Regions from separate parts of the Capra hircus genome. Here region 2 is linked to region 1. A link is a contact called in public Hi-C data. All regions are on one chromosome and are shown on one strand. Each heading gives the region's core, a stretch centred on a gene start, on an enhancer-like site or on the middle of the called end of the contact. The rest is flanking DNA. Distances are from core to core; before and after follow the strand shown.

Region 1 (7,279 bases), core at 4,636-7,135:
GGAAGTTCTTTTACAGCAGCTTCTAACTCCTCTAAGGCAGGAAGCGAGGCCAACAGAATGAGCGGGTAGAGAGGAGGTGGGGGTGCAAGGTGTGAGGAGCAAAGCTTCCATCAGCCATGGTGCAGAATGGGAGGAAAGAAAGGAAGGCCCAGCCCAACATCCCCTAGGGAAGGGAATGGCAACCCACTCCAGTATTCTTGCCTGCGAAATCCCATGGGCAGAGGAGCCTGGTGGGGTCCTATAGTCCATACAGCCCCTCTTCCCACACAATTGCAGAGGGGTGGAAAAGGGAATGTAAATATGAAAGTAATGTGTGGATGTTAGGCTCATCAATTTGGGCTACAGTGAAGACAGGACTAACAGCCCCTCTAGTCCATGGGATCGCAGAGAGTCAGACACGCCTGAGCACAACACAACAGGCCCAACATCACCAAGGCCCCGGCTGTGCTCGGAAGCTGTGAGGCTACACTGGCAGCAGCTCTCAAGGTACCTCCCCTCCCAAGGCACGGGCAAAAGACAGGAACAAACGGAAGGACCCAGACTGGATGTAGAGGAAGGAGAGTGAGGGGACTGCGTCAAGGACAGCGGCAGAAGAAACCGACAAGCTGAGCCATGGAATCTAAAGGAGTCCGGTGAGCACAGGCCTTGGGGGAACAGGTGCAGGCAGTTCTCACTGACTGGCAGCAGGACAGGCAAGATAAGAACTATCCGATGGCACTATTTCAGAGTGGGCACAGCTGTCGGTGTTACAGTGCGAGGGTGTGGCCACAAGAGAGGGCAACTGAACTGGGTAAAAGGATGGAGGTGAAAGATTTGCACAGAGTTCTTGCAATGAAGATATAATTGGAGAAGACAGCTGGGGGTTTAAAGATTTTAACGAATAAGAGAAGTAGGGAAGTTATGAAGAAGTAGGGACAAAGGCGGCAGTGGAAGGTCTGTGATGGACACCTGTGAAACAACAGATGCTCGTCCAACATTCATTCATTCCTTCTCCTCCTAAGAGCATCCTGACCCTGCTTCGGAAACCACCACCTTCTTCCCAGGCACAAAGAGGGCTCCCAGGATACGAGTAAGAGCCTATGCCTTAACTCTATGTCTGGAGGGTGGGGGTAGGAACAGAAGTGCTCATGTTATTATTCTTTAAACTGTATAGATACATAATACAGAAAACATTTACATACTTCATCTATTTTATATTCACAGTTAAAACTTCCCTCCTCTACCCTCCAAAGATAAGGACCTGGCCCAGGCCTTGGGCAATCAGTTACAAAGATTCAGCATCTGACCCAATTCAGGCCTAGAAGACTCTAGCCCAGAGCTTTGGCTGGAATTATTAATATCAGGAAAGAGGTGCTCTCTTTCGGCTGGAGTTGCAAACCTCGTCTGTAGGCTATATCCCTTCACCGGCTTGAGAACATCACTAGTTAACACAGAGAGAAGGAAGCAGAGCCAGGAGTCGGAAGTGACAGAGTCCCAGCATCATTTGAATACCTTGTTCCAGCCATTCCAGAAACCAAAATACCTGCGGCTTTTCAACATGAGCCAAGAGATTTTTTTTTCTTTTCTTCAGCTAGTTTGCACTCAGTTTATGTCTTTTTGACAAAAAGGAAACTAAACTCAGTGGAGCAGTCAAATAAAGGATTCTCAATTCAACAGCCTGTGTGATCCTTCGATACTTAAGTCAAATCATACCCTCCTACTGTTCAAGTCCCTGTAATGGGACTCAAAGTCAAGGCATAAGTTGAGAGCGGCATACCAGGCTCTAGATCACTGGCCCCCTTCCCCTTCTATCCATGGTCAAGGCCTCCCCACTAGCACTCTGCCCCAACCACACAGGCTTCTAAGGTAGCCCCTGATATGCTGAGCAGGCGCCTTCAGGACTTAGCTCTGGCTGTTTCTTCCACCAGGACACTCCTCCAGACATCCACTCGCTAACTCCCTCAACTCCTTCAAATTCTCTGCTCAAATCTCAAGTTCTCAATAAGGTCTACCCACCTCTGTACAGTCAGTGATCCTGAACACTCCCCCCGCCCCTCTAGTTTGACTTCCTTTCACAGCACTACTTAGGGACTTCCCTGGTGGCTCAGATGGTACAGCGTCTGCCTGCAATGCGGGAGGCCCGGGTTCAATCCCTGAGTCGGGAAGATCCCTGGAGAATGGCAACCCATTCCAGTACTCTTGCCTGGAAAATTCCATGGACAGAGGAGCCTTGTAGGCTACAGTCCATGGGGTCGCAAAGAGTCGGACACGACTGAGCGGCTTCACTTACTCACTCACTCACAGCATTACATAAAATCACTAAAAATATACCCAACCGGGACAGGGGTTTTCAGCTGGTTGACTTGAGGTCCTAGAACAGTGCCTGGCTTGTAGGAGGCCCTCAAACATATTCTGAGTGAGCAAATACAATGACATGAGCCTCAAAGGAGCAGCACTTGGTCTTTAAAAGGCAATGGAGAGAAAGGACATCGACCACCATCTCCTGAACGTAAAATAAGCAGAGTGGAGGAGGAAAGGACCCCGACCCCCATCGCCTGAACTTGAAATAAGTGGAGTGGAGGAGGAAAAGATACCTCCGTTTTGAAGACTTTGAAGGGGAAGTAGTGATCTAAGGGAGCAGAAAGTAGGTGAAAGAGCTCCGTGAAGAGGTTAAGGATGTGGGTAGAGGTGTTAACCACAGGTGGGGCTTGAGAGGACTTGGTGTTACGTTTTGGGAGGAACACAAGAGCTGGAGGCTGAGTTAGGGGAGAAGCAATCCCAGAGTGGTTTGCAGGTGAAAGTAAAAAAGAGAAATGGGCTGAGTGGTTTACTTACACTTCAGGTGGCGATAAAAGATACAGTGCCAGAAGACCCGGTGAGTTTAGCCAGCATAAAAGAATTCCGAGCAGCCCTTGGTCGATAGAAAGGATTCTGCCCTTCACACCAAGGTTTGAATGATTTTAGACTGTGGGTGAAAAGGCCATCACATTTGGTCTTTCCTTCCTTCCCCAAACCCCAGAGGCCACTGAGAAGTGTCTGCTGGACTGAGACGCAAGGCTTTCCCTCTCATAGCGCTACAGAAAGCAATTCCCCTCTGCATAATAACCCTGCACTATGAGCAGCCTGTCAAACACTCATTCTCCAGGTCCAGAACGGACTATGAGTCAGGCATCCAGGGTCACAATCCCAAGGCCCCAAAAGGCAAGAAGACACAGGCTCCTTTTCAAAGACAGACCATAGCACTCAATGCTCCTACCTGCCCTCCAACGACCCCGATATTTCCTGGGCAAGAGAAACCGGGACAACGGAAAGGCTTCCTTCCACGGGTCCTGATTCACCTCTGTTGCTTGATAAGCTTCTCTCTGCAGAAATTTCTCCAGAGTTATGAGAACATATGTGTATGCCAAGACTCAAGGAAAATGTTCCTCCCAGTCAAAGAAAGAAATTCTATTGCTCAGTAAGCCTCTAAGGAAAAGTGGCTCACTATAAATCAGGCTCTTGGGAGGGAGGTCATTTTGATGTTCCTCATAGCTCTAATGAGACTTATTAAATATTCTGATAATTAATAATAATGCCTTCAAGATTGCCTTTCTCAGGGATCTGTCCCTGTAAAGGAAGCCAGGGGTAATTAGACTTAAGCTTTACTTCAGGGACACCAACTAGATCCTGGGGGTACAGGGCATCTGTCCTTTCAGTACTTAGCAAAAATGCCCACACTTCTAAGTCAGGTGTCCTCCAACAGTGGTTCATTAAGCAATCAACTTCCAAGATGGCCCCAACAATTCTCACTTCCTGGGATTCATACCTTCTTCCCAGACTGCACCAGTGATGACCAGTGTGACCAACAGAATATGGCTCAGCTATATCATTTCTGAGATTATGCATCTTGGGATCTCTCCATCTCTTGGATTCCTTGCTCTCGGGGAAACCAGTTGTCACCTGAAGCAGCCTTATGGAAAGGAACGAAGGCCTGACAACAGCCAAGTGAGTGAGCATGTAAGCTGGAATCCACCCTCTAATCCAGTCTTCAGTGACTGCAGCCTATGTCAAAGCTTGAAGAGAAGCTTATGAAAGATCTGAGTCAGAACCACTGAGATTTAAGTTGCTCCCAGATTTCTGACCCAGACACTATTTTCAGATGCTCAATGTTGGAGTAATTGGTTACACAGCCATAGATAATTAATTCACTATCCTATATAGACCTGAGAAAGAAATCTTAAGTTTAACCTCAATTCCTATTCTACATGCACACACAGGACCAAGTTCTCTGTCCATAAGAAAGCAACAAATTATCATCATTCAACAATTACTTATTAAATAGCAAATATAGGCAAGGTATTTCCAAGCAACTGAAACCTTCATATAGTTTATAATCTTCTATAAAATAAAGAGAAATATTTACAATGAGACATGCACATACCTCCAGTTGCTCAACCCATTGGTTTCATTAGCTTTATAAGTTTCCTTACTCCTAATGCTGTCCCTCCCCTTGCTCCCCCAACTCTACTCTCTGCTTTCACAAAGCTCCTGGGAAGGTTCATCAAGTCCCACTCCCTGGCTATTCTGACTACTCAGTGCTCTCACACTCATTTTACCACCACATGTCCTCCCATCTAAGGGGGAAAGAAAGTTGGGTCTCCTGATTTCATTTAGTACTGGGACAAAGAGGCATTCATTTAGTATTTTACTAGGAGAGAGTAAATATCCTGATCACAGGTGTTGAGAACAACTCTAATTTCTGCAATTAGTGACTAAGTCACCACGGCAGCGCTGATACAATCACTGCTGAGTCCTGATCACAGCTGAGATGCCTGTGGGGGGAAGGGAGATGCCGTCCGCCCCTAACCCTTCACTGGACTCTCCCGTGCCTCAAAGCAGCAGGAGGGTCATGCTGCTCTAAGAGAATCAGGAACCTCCCTCTACACAAACGAGGTCAATGGGCGACCTTTCTTCCCATCCGCCACAAAACCAGCCTCTGCCAAGCCTAAACAGCGTGGGAGACCGTCAGAGGTAAATGGAGCCCCAGACAGAAAACCACAGGGGCACTCTCCTCCCGCAGCCGGCGGGGATCTGAGTCAGGTGACTCTCCTGGGCACACAGCAAACCTAAACAAAGATCACTCCCCACGTGACAGACGGGGGGTAAGAAGCCTCTGGCAGTTAAGACCACGGAAAACCATTAACTCTTTTTTCTTTGCCGTCCCAGCAAACTGGCGGAGCTACAAGTGACTGCATCTGGAGGAACCGGGACCCCATCCCCGGACACAGGCGCCAAGCACCGCACACACGCCTCCAGCCTCAGCGAGCAGGCGGGACCCCTCCCCACCAGCTGTCACTGGCGCTCGAGACCAGCCAAGCCCGGCCAGCCCCTCGACTCTGGCCGCTCCCCCTGCGCGACTGCGACCCCGCGGGGGCGGCAGAGAGGAGACGCTTCTTCCCAAGGCTCTGGGGCTAGGGCACGCCGGCCCCCGGGAAACGGGCGGCAGGGTGGGCGCGGCCCGGTGCCCAGCCGGGCTCTAGATGCTTCATCCCCCTCGGGAGCCCAACCAGTCTCCCAACCGCAGCCCCGCGCGTCCCACCTTGTCGCCGAAGCTGCGGGCAGTCAGCAGGTCCGGGCTGGGCGTGCTGTCGCCGCCCACGGCCTCCTCGCTGCTGGAGCCGGCCAGCGGGTGCGGCATGTCGCGCAGAGATTGGGGCCCGGTGGACGGCAGGGCCTTGGGGGGCCCGCCAGACATGGCGCGCTCGGCTCGGGACGCGCCCGCCGCCGCCGCCGCTTCCTTCTACAGCCCGCCTCCGCGGGCTCCCCCAGCGCCCCGGCCGAGGCCGCGCTCGATCGGAGGCCCAGCACCAGCGGGGTCGGGAGCCGCCGCCACCGCCACCCGCCGGCTGCGTCTGCCCGCGCCGCGCTGGGCTGGGCTGGGCCGGGCTGCTCCGCTCCGAGCCGCGCCGCGCGCCCCCGCTCGGCACCCGAGCCTGCGGCGGGTCCGCTCGCACCTTAGCCCGGGCGCCCGGCCCGCAGCGCCACGCCGCCCAGCCAGCTCGCGGCCCCGCCCCCGCGGCGCCCGGCGGTCCCGGGAGGGGGAGGTGGAGGGGGCGGGGAGAGCGCGGGAGGGGCGGGGAAGGGGAGGCGGTCAGCTCGGTCCCCGCCCGCCGTCCCGCAGGAAGTGCGACCCCGGCCCTCTGCGGCGGTCGGGCGAGCGTCCAAGCTCGTCTCCCGGAGGCCGGCCTCTTGGGGTCTGCGCGCACACCCCGGAGCTAATGTTTAACGGAAATCAGAGGTGGAAACAGACGTTGGAGGGCCCTGTTCTATCTATTCCAGCCGCGTTTACTGCTGCGCCCAGGGGCAGCCACGCTTGGGACTCGGGCGGGGGCTTTAGGGACACGCACGTGAGTTGGGATTTTCTGGCCTCTCAAACCCGAGATAGAAAGAACGACGAAGCAAGAATGGCATAAAAGCTTATGAGGCTCCTTGAGCACAGAGAACATCGGGCGGGGAAACCTACAAGGGAATTCGAGGAGGCATTGTGGATTTCATCAGAGGCACGCTGAGATCCCTATGCCTTCTTGCTTCTGCAGTTCACCGGGTTTATGTAAGGTAGAACCTCAGGAGAGAGAGCATCAGTAAATAGAAAGCGAGTGCTACACTTGATCTATGACTCTTAAAGGCACACCTTGACCGAACTGCCGTTTGAAAGCATCGTGAGGTTCCCTGTCGTTGGTTTTCATGCTTCTGTGCTTCCTTTCCAGGCTTTTGGCTGGGCTGGACTCTGACCTTCGTTAGCCGGATGGATAGTCAAGGCGTTACTTGGCTATTTGAAGATGGAAGTTCACCTTCTTTCTCCACTTTACCTGGCTTCACCGCTTCTGTGTTCAGGGCCAAGTCAGTAGAGGTCATCAGCCCATGTTAGAAGAGATTGGATACTACAGTAACAGGGAGGGGTGCCCTTATAAGGGACCGCATTTCCTGATCTATTTCCCAAACCCTTTAGGTCTATCCAGTTTCACCTGACTAATCTTTTTTTTTTTTTTGGCTCCCCTGGGTCTTAGTTGCAGTGGGTGGGGATCTTTCGTTGCTTTCTATGGAATCCAGTTCCCTGAGCAGGAATCAAACCCAGCCCCCCTGCATTAGGAGCACAGTCTTAGCCACTGGACCACCAGGGAAGTCCCATCACCTGACTAGTCTTGAAGCTGGGATTCACTGTGGTCTCCATCACGTTTTTGTTTTTGTTTTTTTCAAACAAACAAATGATACTTTAGCAGGAGGAGAATGCCAAGAGCTAAAGCTGACCCAAAACATCTCC
Region 2 (7,547 bases), core at 4,166-6,665, 61 kb before region 1:
TGACAAACATCCCCATCCACCGCAACTCTAGCTTTAGGGTGCCATTTGAAAAACACCTGATTGTTTCTGCTTTTCAAATCCCAGAAAAGTTAAGCAATATAAAAAGAGAAATTTTTTTTGGAGCACTAGAGAATATAATGGTACTGTTAATAGGACAGAATTTGTTAAAGACACAAAGCAGAAAAGATTGGGTTGAGAGAAAAACCCATCACCATTAACCATCTTGTGATACTATTCAGGCAAAGGAACAGTCGACAGGAAGTAAGGGGTTGAGTTTCCCTGGGAGAGCCCCGGAAGCTACCAAGTTCAGAGCCACTGGGGCTGAAAACCGGGCAAGCCTCAGGGCAGCCAATGGGAAGAAGCAAATGGAAGAACTTGGGGGCCTCCCCAGAACCAAAGTCCGGCTGGCTGTTTGTCTGCCATTTCACATGGCTCCAGTGAAGCCCTCCAAAAAGTGGGAACTTTATCTCCATGCTCCTAACATAAGCAATAGGCTCTGAAAGCTCAGGAATTCTCACAAAGTTTTAACCATAGCTGACTAAAATTGGAAAAAAAAAAAAACCAGCAAAAATATCCATTTCTCCACCATCATTCCCAATTTTCCAGCTGACTCACTAAAGTTCTAACGTTCCCTTGAAAAATAAAGCATGTGCAAAGAGCCAAAAAAACTTGGAAAACAAAGAATACTGTGGGTAGAGACAGGGACCTATCCAACCAGATGCTGATACATTCTGTAAACTTATAATAATTCAATAGTGTAGCAGGGATACCACACTAAAGAGATCGATGAACCAGAAGGTTCAGAAACAGCCCAAGACTATACAAATCTAATGCATGACAGAGTCTAACACACGAGCTATGATATAGGTGACTGACTACTCCTAAGCGGTTGTGGGACAACTCACCATCTGAAAAAAACAAGATCTCCCCATCTCACGTCAAAATACACTCCAGCTTTAAGCACTAAATACAAGGACACAAAAGTAACAGAAGAAAATATATTACTTTTTTTTTTTAACATCCCAGGTTAGAAACAAGCTTCAAAGCCAGAACTGTACGGGAAAAATTACCATGGCTGGGAGGGAAGGGATACTACTATTACAAAGTCAAGTTGAAGAAAAAAGGTAACTAAGAAAAAAAATAGATATTCTCAACTGCGTTAATGTCCTTTGCAGATATACAGAGTATTCACAAAACAATGAGGAAAAAAATTTTCAAATGAAGAGGCAATTCATAAAAGAAATGTCAACCTCCAGTAAAGTCACAGGAAGATATCCAGCTTCACTAACTGGATAATGAAAACTAACCGTACAAAAACAAACTCAAAATAGGTTAAAGACCTAAATATAAGAGCTAAAATTATAAAAATTTCAGTGAGCAACATAGATGTAAATCTCTGTGATCTGGGATTAGGCAATGGTTTCTTAGCTAAAACACCAAAAGCACACACACACAGGGTACAATTGGTAAACTGGACTTCATTAAAATTTTAAAACTTTGTACTTCACAGGATACCATCAAGAAAATAGAGAGACAAGTCATTAAATGGGAGAAAATTTTTGCAAATCATATACCTGAAAAGGGACTAGTATCCAGATTATATAAAGAACGGTCTTAATGCAATAATAAAAGGACAACCCGGTGCTAGAGAAGACTCAAGAGTCGCTTGGATGGCAAGGACCAAAGCAGTCCATCCTGAAGGAGATGAACACTGCTGGCGTGAACATAAAATGAAGCAGCCACTTTGGAGAACAGTCTCACAGTTCCTCAAAAGGTTAAATACACAGTTAAACGCAATTCAGCAATTATAGTCTTAGGTATACACCTGAGAAAAAAGAAAACATAATGTCCACACAATAACTCACACGTGAACGTTCACAGCAGCATTACTCACAGCAGCCAAAAAGTGAAAACAACCCAACTGTCCATCAAAGGCAGCGAACAGAGAAAATGTGATATTTCCATAGAAGGGACGCTCATCTGACAACAAAAACAAAGCACTGACTGACACGTGCTAGAACATGAATGAGCACTGAAAACATTACGCTATGGGGAAAACTGGCACAGAAGACCACTGTGTATGATTCTCCGTATATCAAACGTCCAGAAAGAGGCACACCTACAGAGACAGGACATAGAGTAGTGGTCGCCAGGCCCTGGGAAAGACAGGGTTTGGAATTAACAGGCAAGGATCAAGAGGTTTCTTTTAGGGATCATGAAAAGGTTCTAACACTGATCTGCTGATGGCTCTATGAATACACTAAAAGCTCTTGACTTGTATTTTCAAGTGGGTGAATTGTATGCTATATCAATCAGAACTCAATAAAGCTTTTCTTAAAAAAAGAAATGAAAATTTAAACAATAACTATGCTATGTGTTTACTGGGTCTCCCTCTGATAATAAACTCTCCTGGAGAGGCGTCTTTGTCCATCTCATAATCCCTCATCTTCCCAAGTGCTGTAAGAGGACCAACACAAAGTTGATTATTAACAACAAACAATCACCTCCTAGAAAAGCTGCTGTAAAGTGAACTTCTGGGGAAAAAAACGGTTTCCAGTCTGACTTTCATGTTTAAGTCAGAAATGCTCTCCTACACTGAATCTCTCTCCTCCCCAGATATGCACTAAGAATTTACGAAGAAATTTAAATCTCTACATGCTTCAAAAGTACCTTCTACTCAATGCTTCCACCCAGACCAAAGGAAACCAGACTTAAAGATACTGGTTAAAGATAACAGACTTAAAAATTCACCTTGGGCATTCTGGAAGACTTCCAGTCTCCTAATTCTGGCTTGTGTCTACACATGAGGCTATTATGTTTTACCAGCAGGTGTCGCTGTCTAACTTTGATCTTTAAGTGCAAAACTTCAAATTCACCTAGTTGCCAGGAGGTGGCGCATTAATTCCCCTTATGCATAGTATGGACTACACATAAAGAGCAACTTTCTACAGAGGAGAGAAAAAAGGGGTAACTGTACGGTGGAAAAACCTGACAAGCATTATCTCAAAGCAGGTGAACAAGATTAACATCCACAGTGATAAATACTGTTAATGACAGTATGTACCCTTTCATGATGTAACGAGGATTGTACTTAACCTCTGTGCTTTTCCTCCGCAAAACACATCACACCTGGCTAACTGCGAGCAAAACACCAGACAAATCTCAACTGAGGAACATTCCACAAAAAGCCTGACCAGTACTCCTCAAAGCGATCCAGGTCATCCCAAACCAGGAAAGCCTGAGAAACCGTCACAACCAAAACAGCCTGGGACTAAGGAAACTAAATGTAAAGTGGTACTGGTTCGTTATTTGTGACAAACGTGCCATGCTAATAGAAAATGTTTATAATAAGCCAAACTGGCCGTGAGGTCTATGAGAACTCACTGCACTGTCTTCTCAAGAATTCAGTAAATCTAAAACTGTTCTAAAATAAAAGTTTATTTAAAAAAAATTCACTAGTCGCCAATTTTGCCAAATTAGTATCTGTAAGGGATAGTTTCAACTTCTTACAAACTATTGGCTTTTTTTTTTTCTTTTGGCATGTCTTGAAGTGATCAGAAAAAGGAAAAGGGAAACTTTAGGCTTCAAGAGCAGAGGGAATGGGAGTAGGGCGTGGGGGGTGGAGGGTGAGGCGGGGGTGGAGGTGGGGTTCATTCTCCTCACAGCACTAGCAACATGGCCACTTCTGCCTTGAAAATTAAGAAAACTGCTAGAGAGCTCCCAGCATAGCCAGCCTCTTCCAACCATGAGGGGATGACTGGAAGATGCAGCAGGCAGTGCTGAGAAGTTACCCAGCCAAGGTTTTTACTGAAAGATAAAGCCATCACTTCATGGGAAATAGATGGGGAAACAGTGGAAACAGTGTCAGACTTTATTTTTGGGGGGGCTCCAAAATCACTGCAGATGGTGACTGCAGCCATGAAATTAAAAGACGCTTACTCCTTGGAAGAAAAGTTATGACCAACCTAGACAGCATGTTGAAAAGCAGAGACACTACTTTGCCAACAAAGGTCCATCTAGTCAAGGCTATGGTTTTTCCTGTGGTCATGTATGGATGTGACAGTTGGACTGTGAAGAAAGCTGAGCGCCGAAGAATTGATACTTTTGAACTGTGGTGTTGGAGAAGACTCTTGAGAGTCCCTTGGACTGCAAGGAGATCCAACCAGTCCATTCTGAAGGAGATCAACCCTGGGATTTCTTTGGAAGGAATGATGCTGAGGCTGAAATTCTAGTACTTTGGCCACCTCATGCGAAGAGTTGACTCATGGAAAAGACTCTGATGCTGGGAGGGATTGAGGGCAGGAGGAGAAGGGGATGACAGAGGATGAGATGGCTGGATGGCATCACGGACTCGATGGACGTGAGTCTGAGTGAACTCCGGGAGCTGGTGATGGACAGGGAGGCCTGGTGTGAGGCAATTCATGGGGTCTCAAAGAGTCGGACACGACTGAGCAACTGAACTGAACTGAACTGAAAGCCCTTATTGAAGTGTTTCATGACCCAAATTTCCCTAAAGCCCCAAAGCTCAAGAAGCATCTAGGATCTAAATAGTCATTTATACTTCAAAGAGAAAGTAGTCAGAGAAGTACTCCACATGTATGCTGATTTTAAGTAGTCTTTTAAATTTTATTTGCTCCAGTTTTTGTTTTTTTTTTTAATGTGCAACTAAAGTAACAGACGAGTAGTATGTTTCTTCAATAAACAGAGTTAGGCGGCTTTGGGTTTGTTGTTTTAAAGGAAAAGCTATGGTTGATGGATTATGTGCTAGACTCCTGCTCCCTGAATTACCCATGTCTCAAGAAAACCCAGCCAGCTGTAATCTGAGGCATCTTTCTCCACCTGGTGGCAGCTCTCCAAACCTCAGAACTGTATCTAGGAAGGGTGCAACAGCCAGCCTTTAAGGAGGCAGCAAAGGAGAACTAGAACTCTCTATACTTAAAAAAAAAAAATCAATCTCCTTGTCACAAGGAATATGAAAATCTACCCCACTCCACCCAAGAAACCAGCATACGATATAGCAGATCAGAAATCAAAACCCAAAATGGAAATAATTATACAGCATCCACAAAATGAACAGCTGATGGGTAGATCTGGTATAAAATTTAAGGCAGTGTTTGCCCATAATTTGAGGGGTGAGAGTTGAGTGAACAGTCAGGAAAGAGAAAGAAGGAAAAGTGAGTAACAAGCTGTACTGACTTAGTACCTACGGGAATGAGATGAGTGGGCTGGGATTCTTCCAGTTTGTTCCTCAACCAGTCAAAATCCTGGTATCTTCGACGGACAGAATATTCTGGCAGGTCAAACTCCACCCGAGTACTCTGCAGATGAGAAGAGCAGAACAAAATCAGGGTGAGAAAGAGCAGCTGTCCTGGCAGCAGGGAAGGAAAAAAGCTCTTTCTGGATAACCTAACTGGGCAAGAACACACTTTCCTTCCACCAAACACGCCAGCCACATGGCAGGGTTTCCCGGGATGGAATGACGAGTCTAGGCGTGGGGTCTAGTTAAACATTTCAAGGATCTATATGGAAAATGTTGAGATTTCATTCCCCTCGGAAATGGAACTATCCCCCAAAATTGTGTTCAGAAAACATCTGATTCATCTCCAAGCTTAACTTTGAAAATTTCTTTTAGTAGATCCCTGGAGAAGAAAATGGCAACCCACTCCAGTATTCTTGCCTGGAGAATCCCATGGACAGAGGAGCCTGGAGGGCTACAGTCCATGGGGTCGCAAAGAGTCAGACATGACTGAAGTGAGTAACACATACACAGAGTAATTCCACTGAGAATCTTGCTTACTGAATCCAAACCTGTGACTCTGTTTAAAAAAAAAAGTTTCCACCTTCTGCTAAATATGCTGATAAGTTCTGCCAAAGGCAGAGGAAAAACAAAAAGTAGAGATAACAGATTACCTGCTCATTTAGGAACCAGATTAGATGAAAATAGAAAAGGTTTTGCCTATTCTGCCATATCCTGCCAGGACCATAAGCCTGAAACTATACTGCATTTTAGATGATTTTTTTTTTAATCTAGAAGGAAATGATACTAAAATATCATTGTATGGCAGAAAAAAATATTAATCACATCCCCTTCCCTGAATTTAAGTTTTCTGAAATGTGATTTCAACACTTAACAAAAACCAATACTAAATAAAATGAATTTATACCAAAGCAAGATTTTTATACATTAATTAGTCCAAACCAAAATTATGTCTCCAATACACCACTTCTCCCTATGAGGGTACCGACTATATGGCAGTCATAGTTCTCAGAATTTAAAGTACAGAATAAAAATGGCTCAAGCTATCTTTTATAAACTTACTGAAATCTTTCACATCAAAAGTCTGTTTTAATCCATGGCACCAAGAAAACCTTAAAAACACATAAACAAGAGTCATCCATCACAGAAGCAGCCAGTGAACAGCTCTGGCATCAAAAATTATGATTTCATCCTCCCCAGAAGCCAGGCTCACAGACTGAGCAAAACTGTGAAGTCAAAGGACTCGATCTTGGACAAAACCCCAACTCTTCCTGCCTCTTTTCCCCTTGTCAAAGTTCTGCACACCAGCATATGCCCACGAAACACAACCCTCCCCTGTGAAGCAGAGGCAGGAGCGGGAGACATGGGCACGTTTGTTTAATGAGGCATTTATGATTTATTAGAAGGCTCCCCAGAGGAATGAGTGTTGTAGAACTCCAGAGAGAGAGAGGAGAAGGAAAAAAGTTAAATCTAAATCACTGTTAATCTCTAGGCACAAGGGTGACAGAAACATGGGCAGTAGCTTGGCACTTTGGCCACTTGATGCGAAGAGCCAGCTCATTGGAAGAAACCCTGACGCTGGGAAAGTGAAGTGAGGTCACTCAGTCGTGTCCGACTCTTTGCGACCCTGTGGGCTGTAGCCCGCCAGGCTCCTCTGTCCATGGGATTCTTCAGGCAAGGATACTGGAGTAGGTTACCATTTCCTTCTCCAGGGGATCTTCCCGACCCAGGGCTCGAACCCAGGTCTCCCACATTGGAGGCAGACACTTTAACCTCTAGGCCACCAGGGTGGCTAGCCCCTAGATGCTGGGAAAAATTGAAGGCAAAAGGAGAAGGGGGCAGCAGAAGACAAGACGATTGGATAGCACCACCAACTCAAAGCACATGAGTTTGAACAAACTCGGGGACATAGTGGAGGATAGAGGAGCCTGTGTGCTTCAGTCTATGGGGTCACAACTGAGCCACCGAACAACATCAAGAACAATAACAACAGAGCCTGGCCCTGCACCTGAGGCAGGGGCATGAGCAGTCCCAGCATCTCTGGGACACCACCACGACTCCCAGAGCTTCGGTTCCCCTAGCGGGAGGAAGGCAGCTGGAACGGAAGTGCTTCAAGACCCTGCAGAGCGCCCCCAACAGACTCTGTCTGGGGACTTGCCAATGATTATGGGCTCATGAGAAGTAGGTTTTGAACAATGACAAATTAATGCAACTCATTTTCATTGTAAACAGAACAGGTAAGAGGGCTCTGCTTTCTGCCCTCCTAAATGTTACATGATATCAACTGGTT

What was found. Hi-C and Micro-C count contacts between places; a contact is called where the count stands out from the background.
Region 2: a Hi-C map of liver shows a contact between it and region 1, with 4 times the contacts expected there. The contact joins the enhancer-like site here to the promoter of SNX30 in region 1. A contact is called at or near these places in 4 of 5 Hi-C or Micro-C datasets (blood and liver).

The regions. Positions count from the first base shown.
Region 1 is chr8:101,716,612-101,723,890 of ARS1.2, reverse strand. It overlaps SNX30 (sorting nexin-30), which reads right to left and starts at 5,885. Exons shown (of 9, transcript XM_013966270.2): 1 at 5,558-5,885. The coding sequence starts at 5,713.
Region 2 is chr8:101,777,294-101,784,840 of ARS1.2, reverse strand. SNX30 (sorting nexin-30) reads right to left here. Exons shown (of 9, transcript XM_013966270.2): 3 at 5,208-5,318. Among named protein-coding and RNA genes, the nearest start is that of SLC46A2, 62 kb to the left of the region's middle. Within about 2 kb of position 5,415, at least 1 of the 5 cell types and tissues checked has an H3K27ac peak or open chromatin away from gene starts, as enhancers often do.